2 separate regions of the Mus musculus genome follow, and region 1 is linked to region 2. The links are chromatin contacts, called in public promoter capture Hi-C maps. All regions are on one chromosome and are shown on one strand. The core of a region is the stretch at or near the end of the contact, and the rest is flanking DNA. Distances in the headings are between cores, read along the strand shown.

Evidence for each region. Promoter capture Hi-C pulls out the DNA fragments that hold promoters and counts their contacts.
Region 1: a promoter capture Hi-C map of neutrophils shows a contact between it and region 2. The contact joins the promoter of Tmem123 here to the promoter of Mmp27 in region 2. A contact is called at or near these places in 2 of 39 promoter capture datasets (the C10 cell line and neutrophils), 2 of 484 Hi-C or Micro-C datasets (nephron progenitors and neutrophils), 2 of 115 datasets of contacts at active chromatin or transcription factors (bone marrow-derived macrophages and memory CD8 T cells) and 2 of 9 other capture datasets (liver and macrophages).

Annotation. Positions count from the first base shown.
Region 1 is chr9:7,761,857-7,767,988 of GRCm38.p6, forward strand. Tmem123 (transmembrane protein 123) reads left to right here and starts at 2,221. Exons shown (of 5, transcript NM_133739.2): 1 at 2,221-2,456. The coding sequence starts at 2,366.
Region 2 is chr9:7,569,563-7,576,153 of GRCm38.p6, forward strand. Mmp27 (matrix metallopeptidase 27) reads left to right here and starts at 1,834. Exons shown (of 10, transcript NM_001310717.1): 1 at 1,834-2,039; 2 at 2,383-2,621; 3 at 3,730-3,878; 4 at 3,957-4,088. The coding sequence starts at 1,896. The region is part of intron 2 of Gm31751 (a long non-coding RNA gene); the gene reads right to left.

The DNA.
Region 1 (6,132 bases), core at 971-3,470, 190 kb after region 2:
CCGTGCCTGATATGATCTTCTGATTCTTTCCTTCTCGTGGAGCTCCACACAAGACAGCGATTCCCTCAGTGTTTCCCCGCCACTCCCATGTCCCTGGTTCGGACGCCAATCTGTTGTAAGCCGGCCCGGGGCCTACATGAACCGGGCACACCTGGGAGGCAGGCTGGGGCTGAAAGAGACTTATACTGTGAGAGAAATTAATGGAGACCAAGACACGTTTCTGTTCAAGGCCCGCGAGTTTACTAAGAGACTGTGCATATAAGGGGGAAGGCCCTGCCAGTTCACTCTTGGTGCCTGGAGCCGTTCAGTCAGCACTTTGTCGCCAGGCTGTTGCTTATTCAGGAATCTCTCAGGAAGACAGGTTCAGCCTCTCAGCAGGTAGCAGAAGAGCAGGGCAGTTGTCACTTCAAAAGAAGCCAAGTCGGAAAGATGCACCGCAGGTGGCCCCACCTCAGTGGCGACAAGGTTTGTACCAGCCAGCTTCAGGCTGGGGGAGGCTACAATTGTACACTGCGAATAGTCATAGAAATTCCAGCAAGGAGAAGTTTCATGCTTTATTTTGTTCATTTTGGACATGTTTGCTTGTTTTATCGACTGGTTGGTTTATTGAGTTAGGGTCTGATATAGTTCAGGCTGTCCTCAAACTTGCTATAAAGCTAAAGATGACCACGAATTCCAATCCTCCTTCAGCCGCCCAAGTGATAGAGTTAAGGGACTGTGCCTCCATTCCTGACCGGTTTGGTTGAGACAGGGTCTTACTATGGATGAGCTCATCTTGGAACTCGCTATATAGCTCAGATTAGCCTTGAATTTTCAGCAATCCTCCTGCCTCTGTCTCCTAAGTACTGGAATTACAGTTTTTCGCTACTACACCAGCTAGGGAACTGTGTAAACATGTAAGGTTAGATTACATCAGTATTCTTGAAACATTTCTTCTTGGGAAGTCAAAGGTAATGCCAGCAACTGACCTGGTGTCTGTTGAAGGCCCCTGGTCTCAGGCCACTTTCATGAGGCACTTATTTCACTGTTGAGATCCCTGTTCTTCTAGCTCAGTCGCTTCTCCAATACCCCGCCTCTTTAAATCACCACACTGAGCACTGGGTTCCAAAAACTGGAGTCAGGGCAAGCATTCATTCTGAATACAGAATGATCCTTCCTAGTCCATGCCTGGAAGCACTTGGCTAGATTCTTCAGAAATAGAACCATCAAATCCTAAACACACAGCTGTTTTTTAAAGCCCGTGGTAGATGCTGGTATTTTCAGGTTGGCTGGTTGCAGTTTCATATGTCTTGTAAATGTAGAGAAAACGGGCCTAATTAATCCATGATCATCACACATCTATAACAAAGAAGCTTTGTGGAAGTCGAAAAGTATTTTTCATAACAAAGTTTTAGGCTTATCTTTGAAATGCCCTGGATCAGGTGTTAGAGAGCTGCAATACCCTGTGGAAGCTGTGTCCATCTTCCACGTTAGTTGAGTGATGTGTACTAGACACATAATTTTAGAATTCTGAGTGGAATCAAAATGCAGCATTGGCCCTAGGGCTTACGAGGGATTTTGCCAAAAAACTAGACTACAACAGGCTGTTTTTGAGTCGGGACAGCGAACTCTAGAAGACAGGGATCTAGGTTATAGGTGCTAAGTTTCCAACTGGTCTGCAAACTGCACCGCCCACTCTACATGTTTTTCCAGTTGTAGAAAAAAGGAGGCACAAGTGGAGTACCAAGATCATGACGGTTACTTTGAAACTTTTTTGAGTCTGACTTTCCTTCACTCCTCTGAGAGGCTGCAATCATCCAGTCTGTGACTCCCTCTCTTACTCCGCGCCGCAACCATGCCAATCCCACCCGAAAACTTCTAAATAAAGCCTGTCTTCAGGAAGTCCTGGTAGACGACTACCCCTTGAAAGTCAGAGATAGAGCCACAGCTGTCGTAGCACTTAGTCCGGACCACGCCACTCCCAAAACCACGACCTCATCCGCCTCCGAGAGCCCCGCCTCTTATCCGCTCCTCAGTACTGTTCAGAGAGCCACGCCCCTCCCGTCTGAGGCCTGTCCCCCTTGCCCCGCCTCTGTAAGCCACGCCCTCTCCCGGCTCTCCTCTTTTCTCAGAGCCACTCCCTCTCTTGGCCCTGCAGCTCTTCCCCGCCCTGCCTCCTGTGGGCCACGCCCCTCCTGACTTTGCCGACCACGCCCTGGCCCCGCCCCAGGCCGCCTGGCCTATCCCTATTTGGTCACTGGGGGGACTGGCGGCGGCGTCTGCAGGGGAGCGGTAAGGGCGGAAGGGGACGCGGAGCGGTCGCGTGCGCGGAGAGCAGCTCTGGGCGCCGGGCGGTTGCTGCGGGCGCTCAGGGGCCCTGGGAACAATGGCGCTGTGCGCGCGGGCCGCGCTGCTGCTGGGCGTGCTGCAGGTGCTGGCGCTGCTAGGGGCGGCGCAGGACCCGACCGACGCTCAGGGTAAGTTGGCAGGCGCAGAGGAAGCGCACTGCGGCGGCCTGCCTCTCCATGTTCGGCGTCCGCGTGGAAAGTTCCACGCGTCCACGGTAGACTCCCACCCCAACCTCATTTCCCTCTTCGCCCGCGGGCCACCTGCGGAGCGAGACTCCGTCTCTCCCCTGCTTGGGGACGGCAAGCCGGCGTGGTGTGCAGAACTTGCTGAGTTTCCCTGGGATGGCCCTTCAGCCGAAGACTCAAGTTGGTCCTCTTCACTGTAGTTCTGTGGCTGGTAGCAAGACCTGTAGATTGAAATTTGTTCGCTAACTGCCGCAAAAACAGGTCTGATTGTCTACCCACACAGCTTCCTGCTGAAGGTACTCCCAGAATTCAAGTTGGATTCCAGGGCCAGTTCGGCTGAGTGGGAACCTTGGGTGTACGCGCCTTGTTCCCCTGCGCAGATGAGGCTTGTGCTCGGACTGTAGTCACTACTGCTGCATACGCAGCAGCCTTGAGGTCCCTGTGGTCCAGAGCCTACGACGTCATCATTAAGGTCATAACAAGATGATGTTGACAGCCTTCTGTGTTGGGGATTTTGTTTCTCTTCGAAACCTTGACGTTTTGAACACTTTGAGAAGAACTCTGAGTTTGTGAAAATTCTATTGTCCCTTGTCATCTACTAGAGTCCAGTCGCTAGGGAAATAGTAAACTAGGATAAGAAACTTTAAATGACCAAAGTCTTTGTGATTTTCAGCTCAGTCATCTGTTGTGTTTTTCAGTCTCATCTATGAAGGGATAACCAGTGAGTTTACTTAAGCAGATGATTTAGGCCCAACACCTGCTTTGGCTGGAATAATCTGGGTGAATTAAACAACCCTATTTCTGTTGTGCTGAATTTCACTGTGTTTTGTAGAGTCAGGATCTCTTGTATCCATGAAGCCCTAACTGGCTTTGAACTCCCTATGTGGCTGAAGATAACCTTGAACTTCTGATATGCCTAACTCTACTTCGGGGATTACAGGGCTTCTTCACTTCGATTGGTTATGTTTTATGTTTGCTCTTTTGACTTGTACCAGTGACAAACTGGAATTGCAGGACTACTTCTGAGATCAGTTAAGGAAAGAATGTTGAGACTCTGTCTTAGAGCAAATATTAGACTGCTTATGGGAGGAGGCCTTTATCCTACCCAGCTGCTTGCCTTGTGTGTACAGATTTTTTTCCTCTCACGAATTACTGATTGAAGTGGAGTGCCCTTTTCTATCTTTTGCCCTCAAAACATTTTTGTTGTTGTTGCTGTTGGACTTTCTCACTATGCTCTGATTGTGAGTGTCTCACTAGAGAGGTTAGTGCTATTTGGAAAACCTGAAATGCTCTGATGCCATGATTTCATGAACTAATAGAACCAATTCAGTTCTATAGAGATACCTTCAAACTGTGCTAAAAGAAGGTGTTGTTAAGGGAGTGTCAGGACCAGGCCTCTGGCTAATCTGAGGCACTTTTTAAGGCCAGCCAGGGCTACTTAAAGGAGACAATATCTAAAGATTTTAACAGCAAGCCAAAAAAACCAAATAACTAATATTTGTAGTCTTTATGTACAGCATGTAATTAGTCCAATTGGCATTACAATACATGGTGATTTTTAACAGTGTTCTGAAACATAGCTAATATTCCAGGTTCATTTTCTGCCATTGTTCCGCACCACCACCACTATGCTAAATTGAGGTTTGTAAATCACCCTTAGAAACCTTACCAGCCATCTCCTTTTCATAGCTGAGAAATCCTAGACTTCATGCAGTAAGCTAACTTATTTAAAGTAAAACAAGTATTACACCTTTGACTTCAGAGCAGAATCCAATCTCAACCATTTCATCATCATGCCACACCTGCTGTCCAGGGTATTGTAGAAAAGAGGAAATAATGCCATTGAACTTTTGGCTTTTTAAAATACTATTCTGCTTGACATGGTGGCATACATTAATCCCAGCATTCCAGAGACAATGCATGTTGATCTCTATGAGTTTCAGGCCAGCTTGGTCTACATAGTACCAGAATAGCTGGGGCTGTATAAAAAAACCTCTGTCTCAAAACACCAAGATAATAAAATAAATATATTATTAATAATAATGATTCCAGGTGTGGCGGCACATACCATTAGTCCTAGCATTTGGGAGGCTGTTAGTATTTTTTGATGGCAAATAACAAATTCATTTTCAACAACCTTAGGAGAATGAAATAATTTTTCATTAACTTGTAACTAAAGTTACAAAACTTTAACTTGTAACTGAAAGTGTGGCAATGTCTGTTCAAACATTCAAATATTTTGCCCAGAAATGCTGTCTTGGGAGTGACAGTAACTGAGTCCAGACACAGGTTGACCATGCTATAGAGATGTGCTGAGTATTGTAGCAGTGGGACACATTGCTTGTTAATAGCTTGTTCACCTTGATGCCAGAAGAGGGAGGACTCACGATGACTTGGTTGAGGAAGGAGCAGCTGATGATGCAACAGCAGGACGATATGGGAGGAAGAACATAGATCTATGCTGGCTTTGCAGATAATCCACCTGATCCACATCCAGACTCACTAAAGAGTTGAATAGTTTTTTTCTGGGCCTCAGTTCCTGTCACTGCAAAACGATGCTCCTGTCATAAAATTACCAGGAGGCTAAGATGAAGGAAACTTCTGTCTATAAGCACTTTATATTGTTGGCCCCAACTTGATACCTGCCAAATACATCTGCATTGATCCGACCTTTCTGAGTTCTGTCTCACACTGAATGATTATCCCATCCGGAGGAAGATACATGAGAAATAGATTGAACAGTTGCTAAAGATTTCAGTTATTATTGCTGGCTTTTCTTTGCATTTTAAAGGTTTCTTCGGTTTGTTTTGAGTGAAGGGGATTGTTGGGAGTGAGTTACGTTAGAAACAACACCTTTGTGCCTCTTTACACAAGGAGTATCTCAGAGTAGGACTCAGCCTGATATCAACAGGGTTGGTCTCTATGACAAGGAACAATAATAGTATTATTTGAGCTCCCTTCCTGTGTGGGTTGTAGTCTTTATTCAGATTCCAAAATAAACCACTGAAAAGTTGCTTACCTGAAAAGTGAATCCGCTTGACCTACTGAAGTCTTAAGGCACTAGCTTAAAATTACAAGTCATACTGAGATTGTCACTGAAAAGTGAGAAGCCTACAAATCTCTTTACACTGATTGACACTGGGGTTGCTGGTGGTTTTAAGACCAGGAGGCACCCATGAACAAGGAGGGCCTTTCCAGAGTGTCCATACCACCCAGAACAGCTGACATCACTTCTGCAGGCACCTCAACAGAGCGGTTGTCACCAAAAGGTGGCACATGCCAGTTGCTAAGTTGCTAGGGAAGGAAGCTTGCTGTGTTCTGTGTGAAAGATCTAACAATGCAGCCTCAAACTCACTGACAGCTCCAGGATGTTTCTTAGCAACAATGGTACAAGCAGAACTCCAGTGGTATTATCTCCCCTCCCCCATACCACTGCCATCCGCAGGCCATGCCCATCTGCAGCTGCAAGTTCCCCTCCCTCTCATCTGCATACAAGCTCCAGAGACTCACAATATCTGGGGTTAGGGGAGTGGGATGTATGCATGATGGATTCACATAAACTAAATGGGTCTCTCATTTACTTCAAGCTCACAGTTCCTTCTTCAAAATGCAAAGCCCT
Region 2 (6,591 bases), core at 584-3,083:
TGGGGTGTTTAATTACTAAACTTCTAAACTATAACTCTGTGCCATGCCAAACACAGAAACATTCATAGTTTCTCACAAGAAGGCAAGTTGCATAAATCAGAGATGTGCTGTCAGCGATATCTTCTACCAGATTTGTATCTAGAAGGTGGTATGTAAGAACCTCGGGGGGGGGGGGGGGGGTCTGCTCTGGAGAAACTTAGCCATCTGGGAAAAGCAGGTATACAGATGCTGACCCTGCAGGAGCTTCAGTGTGGCTGCCCCAACATTCTCTACTGCTTTTGCAATCCAGTTTCAGTGTTATTGCACAACCAAGACTTTACAGTTTTACGTACAGACAGGTACGGCATGTACCTAATTCTCACCCAAAATTTGTAGCTAACTATTGAGTGGTGTACTGGCTAGTTTTGTGTCAACTTGACACAGCTGGAGTTATAACAGAGAAAGGAGCTTCAGTTGGGGAAATGCCTCCATGAGATCCAACTGTAAGGCATTTTCTCAATTAGTGATCAAGGGGAAAGGTCCCCCTTGTGGGTGGGACCATCTCTGGGCTGGTAGTCTTGGTTCTATAAGAGAGGAGGCTGAGCAAGCCAGGGGAAGCAAGCCAGTAAAGAACATCCCTCCATGGCCTCTGCATCAGCTCCTGCTTTCTGACCTGCTTGAGTTCCAGTCCTAACTTCCTTCAGTGATGAACAGCAATGTGGAAGAGTAAGCTGAATAAATCCTTTCCTCCCCAACTTGCTTCTTGGTCATGATGTTTGTGCAGGAATAGAAACCCTGACTAAGACAGGTGGGGTTCCTCAAAGAATATTAAGAACTTTATTTCTCTTCCTTCCTTGTTTTATGCTACCTGCAATGTAGGTTCAATAGCCATCTTTTGAGAAACCACACAGCCCCTGATGTAGAGAGGTGATTCACTCTAGACGCCACAGACCAAACCTCGGCTGCTCTTACACAAACAAAATATCACTTTGAGTTTTATTAACTATCTGCTATTGTGCATTTTCCTATTGTGTTCAATTAAATCTCATCACATACCATAGAAGCCTGGAATACACCCTGCCTCCTGTAAGAAAGGTCTCCAACTCCCCACACCCATCCTTGGGTACTAACAGCTTCTCAGATAACTTTCTGTCCCAGAAGTTCCAAGCAGATTGCACAACATAGTTAACAAACATTTGAAAGTTGGCAATGTGATAAACAGACATCCAACAAGAAACTCTGAGAAACCAGAGACAATTCTGGTAGAAAAAAGCAAACAGTTGCTATAAGAATGTTTAACATGTGGAGGAGAAAAAAGAAGTTGGGGGAGGACTGGAGGAGTGGAGGGATGAGAAACTGGTTAGGATATAAAAAACAAATAAATTTTTAAAAAGAATGTTTAACACCATTACCATAAAAAAGACATTACAAAAAACATTCAAATATAATACTAAAATAAATAATAATAACAAACAATTACTCATATTTAACTAGCCAGTACTCCTAACAATTAAAGACACAGAGGCTGGGAAGTGGCTCAGTAGGCAGAACTCATATAGAAGCCAGGCACCATAGCACAGTACTTAAACTAATATCCGACTCCATTGTCTCTTCCAATCACACTACCAAGATATGCTAGTGTTTTCTGCCAAAGTAAATTATTTCAAAATTCATAACAACCTACCAAAACTACCAGTAAAACTACCAGTTTTGAGACCAGAAGACTAACTTGGGGGCCTTGCTATTGTCAGCGCTCAAAAGTGAGCAATGTGCTAGATAAGCAATCACCAACTGTGGTTGCAAAATTCAAGTTTATCTAAGGGGAAAACGAAGTCATGAGACACTTCATGGCAATGTGCTTTGCTGTTATTAATTAAGTGATTACTTCATGCCACGTCTCACTGTCAACTTTCTAAATGCCATACAAACAGAAACAAGCTTTAACTGAAGAGACAGGAATGAAGTGCCTTCTGTCTCTGATGGTTAATTTTATAACACTTTCCGCTGCATTTCCTCCAGACAGGAAGGACAAAAATGAGGAGAACAACCAACTGGCCCAGGTAGGATTTCAATGAATGCTAAAAGCAACAAGCAATAAAATGTGCCTTTTATAGCTTCTCTCGGGACTTTCCAAGACAGCACATTCCTGCAGAGTCTCAGAGTATCTCAGAAGAATGAGGTCCTTTCCATGTGTCTAACTCTAAGGTTAAATTGCATAAGTTTGCAAAATAGAGCATCATCTCTGATGTCTCCTAGAATTTCAAGAGCATAAGATGAAAGGAACAGTAAGAATATAAGCCAAGTGGCTGCCCTTAGTTGTATGGGTGTGTGATTTGGCTAATTCTAGTCACTCATAAACCTTTGCTCTCCTGTAGTCTGTGTCCTTTACATCTTTCCTGACAGGCATATCTCAACCAGTTCTACTCTCTTGAAATAGAAGGGAGTCATTTTGTCCAAAGCAAGAACAGGAGTCTCTTTGATGGAAAACTTCGGGAAATGCAGGCATTTTTCGGATTGACAGTGACTGGAAAACTGGATTCAGACACACTTGCGATCATGAAAGTGCCCAGGTGTGGGGTACCAGATGTGGGGCAATATGGCTACACACTCCCTGGGTGGAGAAAATACAGCCTTACATACAGGTAATGTTTCTACCAACTTTGGTTAACTAACCCAAATAAGTAATCTCCAAGAAGCAACCACAGTGATGGCTTATCTAACTGACACTTTCGAAAGTGCATGCCACTTTGTGGGTTCTATGTATCTCATCCCCTCATTAGACCTATGCTGTGGGCAGTATGACAACCACACGGAAACTAAATCGAAAGGCTATCGCCTGTAGCTAGTGCTACAGAGTTGGCTCAGGCAGATAGGTTCCAATCTCTAGGCTCCCTTCTCCCCTGTGAGCTCAGAATAGGCAGCACCACCATCTGCTACAATGCCCTGGAGGCATGGTGAGGTGTGCAGAAAGAAGGGAAGGGTGTGAGTGTGGGGGAGGAGGAACACGTTCATTCGTGCATCCACGCATGTGCTCATGTAGAGGGGTGGTTGAGGGTGTGTGTGTGTGTGTGTGTGTGTGTGTGTGTGTGTGTGTGTGTGTTTTAGAGCTATCAAATCTCAAATCTTAGATGGGTCCCAGTATAACAATGTATACCCTGTGTACTTGGCTATTTAAGGATAAGGAACTACAAGAGATTTAATGAAAAAAGTAAAAAAAAAAAAAAAAAAAAAAAAAAAGTTAGCTAAGAGGTTAAGGAAATGACTCATCAGTAAAGAGCTTGTAGACTCTTGCAAATCAAGTTTGATTCCCAGTACTCACATGACAGCTCACAATCATGTGGCACTCCAGTTCAAAGGGATTGCATGCCCTCTTTTGACTTCTGCAGGTCCCTACGTACATGTAGCACACATACAAACATTCAAGGGTGCACACATAGGTGAAAACTAGCTAGGCATAAACCTGAGAGTGAACCAACAAGCTGTGTTCTTCCATCATGCTTTGGATTCCTGCCCAAACCCCTCAGTAATGAACTGTGGCCAGGAACTGTAAATCAAACAAACGCTTTCCTCCTCTAAGTTGCATTTGGCCAAAGTGTGTTATGGCAGCATGAGAAAGGAAACTCCAAGTTAGGTTATATAAAGCTGTCTCATTTAAATAAAGCTGGAGCACAGCACAATGTTACAAGTCACTACAGCCAGGACTGGTAAACTACCATATCCACAGCTCCTATAATGTTGCCTATTTTTCAGAATAATGAACTATACTCCTGATATGACACCAGCTGATGTGGATGAGGCTATTCAGAAAGCTCTACAAGTTTGGAGCAAGGTCACTCCACTGACGTTTACCAGGATATCCAAGGGGGTTGCAGATATAATGATAGCATTCAGGACAGGAGGTAAGGCTTGCAGTGAGGGGAGTGACTTCTTCGAGGATCACAGGGAGCTGACCTATCTCCCCATCAACTGTCTTTCAGTCCATGGCTGGTGTCCTCGTCACTTTGATGGTCCTCTGGGAGTCCTTGGCCATGCCTTTCCTCCTGGTCTGGGTCTAGGTGGTGACACTCACTTTGACGAAGATGAAACATGGATAGCCAAGGATGGGGAAGGTGAGACTAATTTTCACTGTGAGAAAATTGCATTAATCTAAAAAAAAAATCATCTAGAAAGAAGCACTGTACAGTTATCTGCCTTTCACATCCAAATTCCCTAGTTTCTTACATAATGTTCTGTATTCTCAGATCACACTAGTAGGATGACTAACAATCATTAGCAATGGCTATCCTCTGGTAGTCTTTTTACAGAGCTCTCACATCCTGGTCTGAGAACACTGTTTGCCATTTGCCCATGCACTCATTAACATAGCGCTGGGAATTTTCACAGTGCCTGCTGGTCTACTGTGTACACAAAACTGTGCAAGGTGTGTTATGTGAACCCCAGAGGTGTTCTCAAAAGTTCCAGCCTTACAGCCTCTGCAATCCTGTGTGATGCTTTTACCTCCACACTCAGCACAAGGCTGCACACTCAATCAATGGCTATAGTTGTCTGTAGTTTAAAGACTAAAAGAAAACTTAAGAGGGCTGGTGGTTTTAAGCCTGGGATTAAGAAACACTTTGTGTAAATGTACCACATTTTTTGTATCCATTCCTCTGTTGAGGGGCATCTGGGTTCTTTCCAGCTTCTGGCTATTATAAATAAGGCTACTATGAACATAGTGGAGCATGTGTCCTTCTTACCAGTTGGAACATCTTCTGGATATATGCCCAGAAAAGGTATTTATACCCGAGATATAAGATACAATTTGCAAAATACATGAAACTGAAGAAGAATGAAGACCAAAGTGTGGTCACTTTGCCCCTTCTTAGAATTGGGAACAAATTCTAATTGGGAGTTACAGAGACAAAATTCTAATTGGGAGTTACAGAGACAAAGTTTGGAGCTGAGATGAAAGGATGGACCATCTAGAGACTGCCATATCCAGGGATCCATCCCATAATCAGCCTTTAAACGATGACATCATTGCATACACTAGCAAGAGTTTGCTGAAAGGACCCTGATATAGCGGTCTCTTGTGAGCCTAGGCCAGGGCCTAGCAAACACAGAAGTGGATCCTCACAGTCAGCTATTGGATGGATCACAGGGCCCCCAAAGGAGAAGCTAGAGAAAGTATCCAAGGATCTAAAGAGATCTACAACCCTGTAGGTGCAACAACATTATGAACTAACCAGTACCCCGAAGCTCTTGACTCTAGCTGCATATGTATCAAAAGATGACCTAGTTGGCCATCACTGGAAAGAGAGGCCCATTGGACTTGCAAACTTTATATGCCCCAGTACAGGGGAATGCCAGGGCCAAAAAGTGGGAATGGGTGGGTAGGGGAGTGGGGGGGGGGTATGGGGGACTTTTGGGATAGCATTGGAAATGTAATTGAGGAAAATACGTAAAAAAAAAAATTAAATAAAAAAAAGAAACACTTTGTGGGTTTATGGCCCATAAAGGTCAATTTGAAAGCATAGACTTTCTCTACTAACCATCTCCTCTCATCTGCAAATTATTAGACCCTAGTTCTTATACTTGATCTTGTCTTTTAAGGCAACTAAGTTGGCCTGAGCAGCACTGAACATGTTTTATTTGGGTGTATATATGGATGGGTATATTGCTTGCATGTATGCCTGCATACCACATGTATGCTTGATGATTTCAGAGGCCAGAAGAGGACATCAGATCCCCTGGAATAAGAGTTTGTGACTCCTGGGAACCTAACTCACATCCTCTGGAACAACAGCTGGTACCCCTAAATGCTAAGCAATCTCTCCAGCTTCGGTGTACTGTTACTTTTTAAACAAAACACCCAAACTTCACTACAGTAATTCTATGTTTATTAAGCAAAGGAGGAGGCTCAGGAAGCTTTCGCCTCTCACTATCCTTTGTCCCTCAACAATTTGGGTTGGAGATCTGGCCCCCATGATTCCAGGACAGTGTAAGTCACGGCCTTCCTGATCCCAGGGAAGTAAAGGTCATGACCTTCCTGATGGGCAGCACACAAGACTACAGATGATTCCTGACTCCATGAGGCCAAATACTCTGCTTGGGTCAGTTTTAGTTTTTGCAGACACACCCTAATTGTTCTATCCACTAGAGCACAGGAAGTTCTTTTTCTCCCAAGTGCTATTGAGACAGATGAAGCGGTCAGTGCTGGCCGAGCTTCAGGCAACAGTGGGAATCTAGGATGAGCTGTGGCCAGTGCCACATGTTAGCATTACAGACAGGGGTGGAGGAGGAACATTGCACTCAGAAAACTGAGAGGTGGGGTGAACTCTTCTATGTGTATCTTCTACTGCAGAATAACCACTATTTCCTTGGTTTCCATTTTGATCCAAAGCCAGTGTATATGTGCTTAATTAATTGTAAGAAATAGCCCAAGCACTTGCCAAACTCAGGATTGGCAAGCTTTCTTCAACAGGCTTCACTTTCATATCCAGAAGCAGAAATGGAAGATTTCTCCATCTGACTATCCTTAGCCATTTAGTGTTCATTGCTCCTCCTCCATACACTGTGTCAAGCCCTCTACTGAAAAGTGTTGTGAGATGAATTCTTTTTTTTTTTTTTTTT